2 separate regions of the Arachis hypogaea genome follow, and region 2 is linked to region 1. Evidence: chromatin contacts called from public Hi-C data. All regions are on one chromosome and are shown on one strand. The core of a region is the stretch at or near the end of the contact, and the rest is flanking DNA. Distances in the headings are between cores, read along the strand shown.

What was found. Hi-C and Micro-C count contacts between places; a contact is called where the count stands out from the background.
Region 2: a contact with region 1 is called in a Hi-C map of leaf, with 6 times the contacts expected there. The contact joins the promoter of LOC112732399 here to the promoter of LOC112732396 in region 1. A contact is called at or near these places in 2 of 8 Hi-C or Micro-C datasets (both in leaf).

What each region holds. Positions count from the first base shown.
Region 1 is chr13:93,534,114-93,537,340 of arahy.Tifrunner.gnm2.J5K5, forward strand. LOC112732396 (short-chain dehydrogenase TIC 32 A, chloroplastic) reads right to left here and starts at 1,489. Exons shown (of 8, transcript XM_025781109.3): 1 at 817-1,489; 2 at 505-736; 3 at 324-403; 4 at 94-253; 5 at 1-10. The coding sequence starts at 937.
Region 2 is chr13:94,232,892-94,235,914 of arahy.Tifrunner.gnm2.J5K5, forward strand. LOC112732399 (luminal-binding protein 5) reads right to left here and starts at 1,294. Exons shown (of 8, transcript XM_025781110.3): 1 at 933-1,294; 2 at 125-392; 3 at 1-38. The coding sequence starts at 987.

The DNA.
Region 1 (3,227 bases), core at 239-2,738:
GTCGTAATGGCTGGATGGGGAACACATATAGGACAAGCTAAGCTTCTTCAACTTCAATTCAAACCAAATTAAACACCCACGTATATATTATACCTTTTGTTGTTGCGGCTAATAGAGGCTAAATATGAGATGACATCACCGGAAAACCAAGCGTGGATGCTCGACGACACGTTCACTATCCTCCCTTGCACCCCTGTCTTCTCTGCCGTCTCGATCATCGTCTTCAATAAAAGCTTTGTTAACAAAAAATGACCTGCCCATCCATAATTAATATAATTCCAATTCCAATTAATTATACTGTTAGTTAGTTAGTCATTAGTTACCTAGATAATTAGTGGCGAAGGTCATTTCAAGGCCATCCTCCGAGATGGCATGCTCATGTGCAAACTTGCCAGCGTTGTTTCTATTCAAATTAAAATCACGGATGAGAAAGACTCGTTCCTTTTTTTGAGATAAGGAATATAGAGAAAATAAAATGGGGAAGTTTGTCTGCATGTTACAAACATGAGGAGATTGAGGGGCAAACGGAGAGAGTGGAAGTGAGCCACGAAGTTCCTAACAGAAGTGAGAGAACTGAGGTCGAGCGGCATAACCATGACGTCAGCATCTGGAAACTCCGATACTATGCGAGCCTTTGTATCTTCCGCGGCTTTCAGGCTCCGCGCTGGCAGAACCAGCCTCGCTCCTCGTTTCGCCAGAACCCTTGCCGTTTCAGCTCCTATTCCTGACGTGGCACCTAATAATGTATAGAGAGAGAGAGAGCCTAAGCACACATACATGGCTTAAATAAGAATTACATTACATAGAAATATATACCGGTAATAATGGCCGTGAGTGAGCGCAGATCGGAGTTTTCCGTGACTTGTTCGGCGTTGGACTTGGACCCGAACCCGCTTGGACCCGGCGACCCTATCAGGTATTTAACTGTTTCCAGCATCTTAACTTTAACTCTTGTGGTTTGGTTGGTAGATAGAAACTGTTTAATGTCTTCCTTGTTCTTGTAGTGGTGTGTGGTGTGGTGTGGTGAGAGAGAGTGATTAATTAAAGTTGGAATCGGAAAGGTGTATGTCTTTTGAATTGATTTTGCAGATGCTAGTTAGGTAGGCTTCTGTGCATTGATATCTCTCTCTCTCTATTTGTCTAGCGTACATGCAGATAAGAAGAGAGAGCGAAAGAGGAATAGCGAAAGGAGGATAAAAGAGGGAAAGAAGGATAAAAGTGACAAGTGATCAGAGAGAGAGAGAGAGAGAGAGAGAGAAGCATGAATGGTCCTCTCTTGAATTGGATGAGTTAGCTGAATAGTGCTGTCATCAGTGGGGGTGGGGAGTGTGGATTGATTAATATTGTGCATAGAGAAAAGAATCAACAGACGCCTACTAAATAAGCCCATGAAAGCTTACATACACATATATAGGATAGTACTAAGGGGCGTGACAGGCTTCATCACGCCAACTTTGCAACCTTGCATGAGTTTGATTTTTAATCTGTTAATCTTATTTTGCAACTAATAAATTTAGCCTAAAGTCTGCTAAAAGATTTGGCAATTATTATATATATATATATATATACACACACACACAACTATATTACATCTATAAAAAGATTAATTATCAAAATTCATATACATGTACATAATACACATTAAAAATATAATATATATTAAAAATAAATTAAATATATATATATATATATATATATATTTATACACAAATATATAATAATTATTTTTTTATATACACATAATATTTTTTATAATAATATATCAAATGCAAAATCCTCAATAATATCTAAATTTTCAAAATCTTTTAAAATATAAAAATTATTTATAATAAAATATAACAAATTTAAAATACTAAAGTTTCATAATAAACTTTTGATTATACAAAAAATTGTTTATATATTTATTTATATCTTAAATGATTTAGACAAATCTGATAAATTTATTAACAAATTTACGATGTATTTAGTTTGTATTTTTATTTTTTATTTTTATTTTTAATATTTTTTATTTTAAAGATTTTATGAAGAAAAAATAACATAATAAAAATTTATTGCTTTTTTTTTTTCCCACAAATTTTACAAAAAAAAAAAGTTAAAAATTAAAACAAAAAAATTACAAGCTAAACACACCTTAAAAAAAAAAAAAATCTAAATCTAGATGTATTTTGTGACCGACTTTTTTGTTCATTCCTAATTTTTACAGCTCTTTTTCCTGGCTATACTATTACCACATATTAGTATATGAGAAAAGTTTAAGGATCAATAATTTTAATTTATATTGATAATTATTTTTTATCAATAATCTAATATTTTAATTCAATAATTTAATATTATATTTTTAATTGATATTTTTAAATATTAATAATTAATGATCGACAAAAAATATTAAATTATATCAGTCTTATAGCATTACTCTTAATATATATCATTCTATATTTTACTAGATAGAGTCATGCTATACATTTATATAAATTTTCATTCAAGTTCATCCGAGGTGGTCTAACACCAAAAAAATCTAATCTCATTAAATGAGTATATATTACACACGCTCAAACCCCGAAAACGTTTAACATTCATTCGCGCTTCATTATGAAAAAATGTTCATTCTTTAACTTTGAAACCGCTATGGGAGAATTTCGAATCTCTCAAAATCTACTCAAGAATCACGAGAAGATTTCGAAAGAAAGAAGAAAAAATAAACGAAAACAACAATAGAGACTGCGAAAGTTATGATAAAAACTACTGTTCATTTAAAATCTCGCAATCTCGCGTTTCTCCTAGTTGCATTTTAGTTTTACTAGATTGAGTTGCTTCGTTTAGCAGATCGACTTATTCTGAATCAATTTTTTTTGCATAACTAGGGCATATGAATGGAAATGTGTTCTTATTTTCATTCAGTTCAGTGGAGTTGATCATTTTGATTCACTTGATTGTTAGTGAGTTCAATTGAGTCTTTTTTCATGCAGAAATACTTTTGTTGTTGATTGAATGTTTATCACATTTTATTCACAACATGAATGGTGTTCTGTTCAGTGGGCTTGGTGACTTTTATTCACTTGATTGTTAGTGTGTTTAGTTGAGTCCTTTTACATGCAGAAATATTTTTCTTAATAATTGAATATTTATCATGTTTTATTCAGAATATGAATGGTGTTCAGTTCAGTGGAGTTGGTCATTTTCATTCATTTGATTGTTAAGTGTTCAATTGAGTCCTTTTGTATGAAGAA
Region 2 (3,023 bases), core at 44-2,543, 700 kb after region 1:
CAAGCTTCATGTCTCTTTGGACTTCCTTATCTTCAAACCTGTAAATACATACACGTGAGTTATATGTCCAAGAAGTCTGATTAATTAACATAAATTAACAACATGAATATTCCTCAGTCCTCACTTTCTTCCAATAAGCCTCTTGACATCAAAGATGGTCCTTTCGGGGTTGACAGCTGCCTGATTCTTGGCAGCCTCCCCGATCAGTCTCTCGCTGTCGGTGAAAGCAACCCATGATGGGGTGATACGGTTACCCTGGTCATTGGCTATGATCTCAACATGGCCATTCTTATAAACACCAACACAAGAATAAGTTGTTCCAAGATCTATCCCAATAACTGTACCCAACTTGGTTGCTTCCTCTTTTGCAATGGAAATTGCAAACATACATCCTGTGAAATGGAACATTCTCAACGTTAATTGCAACACAAACTCTGATTGCCAAATGAGATGTATAATCAAATCATGTAACGGCATTATACAAAGACATCTTTCTTCTCTTAGAGAATTGAAATCTATGATCTGAAGATATAAGTAACAAACAGATACGTATTATCAATAAGTAATCGAGGAAGAGGAATATTACATAGCTGTTTCTATTTTAATTCATGAAAAATAACAAACTACAGTACACGATCAATTTAAGTTTATGCGTGCAATCTAAACCCTGACAAAAGAAAAAAAAAAAAAAGAAGAGTTTGAAGAATATTTCTTAAGACATTTGTGCTTCGCTTAATAGTAATTTGAATTTCGAGGTGTTCTGTCAGTCACATCAGAATAAGAAGCTACCGCAGTAAGATCCAAACACTATCTACTAAGTGAAAAGAAGTGATCCATGAATATCGTAGATCGAAACAATGCAGGGGAAAGTATGGGAACGGAGAGAGAGAGAGAGAGAGAGAGAGAGAGAGAGAGATCTAATTAGTAATTACCGAGGGAAACGATGGCGAGAACAATGAGAGACCCGCGAGCCCACGAGCCAGTCATGGCGTCACCGTGTTGTAGTTGCGCTCTGTAAACGGTGAAGTGGTTGTTAACGGTGGTGTTGGGTTTTCTGGTGGCCAAGTTGATGGCTGGTTTGTTAGATTGGTTTTCGTTTATTGAATGAAAAATGGTACGCCCCGTTTGCCCTTCGCATTTTATACTGGTCACTCCCGACTACAGCGAGACTTGGAGCATGTCATTCATGCTGACGTGGACCAATTGAAGCTCCTCAATGAATCGTTTTGCCCAATAGTATTCGTCCTTGCGTTTAGGAGTACCTCCAAACACGTCATACCTTGTTAACTCGCTCATACAAAATTTCAAATTATTTTTATTTATAAAAAATCTTTGAGAATTATTTCGTGACTCATTTTTTATTATATGCAAAAGATATTTGTGTTTTGGTGATTGCTTCAATAACATGATAAATTCATACGTATCCATATATTTAAAATATGGACAAGTAATAATAAGTCACGTGAAATTTATTTTTCACATCAATATTTAATTTTATTTTTTTAAATATATATTATATCACCACTTTATTAATATACCCTTTAATTAAATAAAAATAAAAAAATATTTTTTATTTAATTTTATAAAAAATATTAAACATTCTTACTTTATTTTTTTTTTGGTAACTTAAAAGAAAATAAACAAAAACTAAGAAAGAAAAAAAAACAAGAAACTCCTTAAGAAAGGTAGTCCCACTGAATACTACTCTCAAACTCCTTCCAAGGCAATGGAAGCTCCACTTGGGGAGAAATAGTCCTCATTGCAGTCTTTGCCATGATGTCTGCTACTGTATTTGCATCTCTCAAGATCAACCGAAGATCAGCACGCCATTTCCAAGACATGATATCTCGGATTTCTAACACCAAAGGATTAATAAACCCAGAGCAATCTTGTAAATTATTGACAATAGTAAATGCTTCCACACAGTCTGTCTCACATATAATGTCTCTTTGTCCCGAGTCCCATGCTAAAAGAAAGCCTCTCCAAATAGCAAACAACTCTCCTTGCAAAATGCTACGACTCTCAATTGTTCCCAGACAGCCTCGTTGCCACCTTTCCTTCCAATCTCTGCTAACACAAGCAAAACTAACTCGAGCACCACTGCCAGAATAGCTAGCATCACAATTAATCTTAAAGGTACCCACTAAGGGGGGAATCCAAGAGCCACTAATGGTTGAGGGGATAGATAGTCGTTGCAACTCAAAAATATTTTGGAGCTCCTTTTCTAAGGACAAAGCCATACCAATCACCTTGTCTGTGGTCCAATGCTCGTGAGGATGAAAGATCTCGTTATTTCTCGAATACCAAATCCACCAGAGACCAGAAAAGAATCTAAAAGGGCGCTGTTTGCTATTATATAAGAACCAACTCATCAAATCCACTGGTTGATCGGAGATCCCTAAAGCTTGCCAAACAAGTTGGGCTTTTGGACAATCCCGAATACAATGTAAAACCGATTTCTGACCTGAGAAACATCGTGGACAGCTATCCGTGTGCGAAATGCCCCTCCTAAAACGAAATGCAGCAGTAGGAAGAGCCTCCCGAAGACATAGCCAAGCCAAAAATTTGTGCTTTTCTGGAACATGTTGACGCCAAAGCCAAAGCCAATTACCCCTATCCTCCCAACTAAACATCTTCTTACTGAGCCACAAATAACCACTATGAGCATCATAAACCTTTGAGGCCGCACCAGTCCAACACCAACCGACCTCTGAACCAGCTTGAACATCTGGGTTGTAAGAGTTAATGTTGCTCTGCAGAGACTGATTCAGATGAGAATAGATATTCTCAAGGTTCCACTGTCCAGATGACCAAAGGTCCAAGATCCTGAGATCCGAATCAGAAATGTGAACATAATCCATCTCCTGACATAGTCGCCCCTCTCTTCTCCATTTAGAAAACCAAAAGTTCTGTTCCAAATCCCAATGCACCAACTAAAACCTTCCTTCAGGATATCCCAAGCTCGACATATACTCTTCCAAACATAAGATCCCCTTCCTCGAGACCGACTAAAACAATCAGCC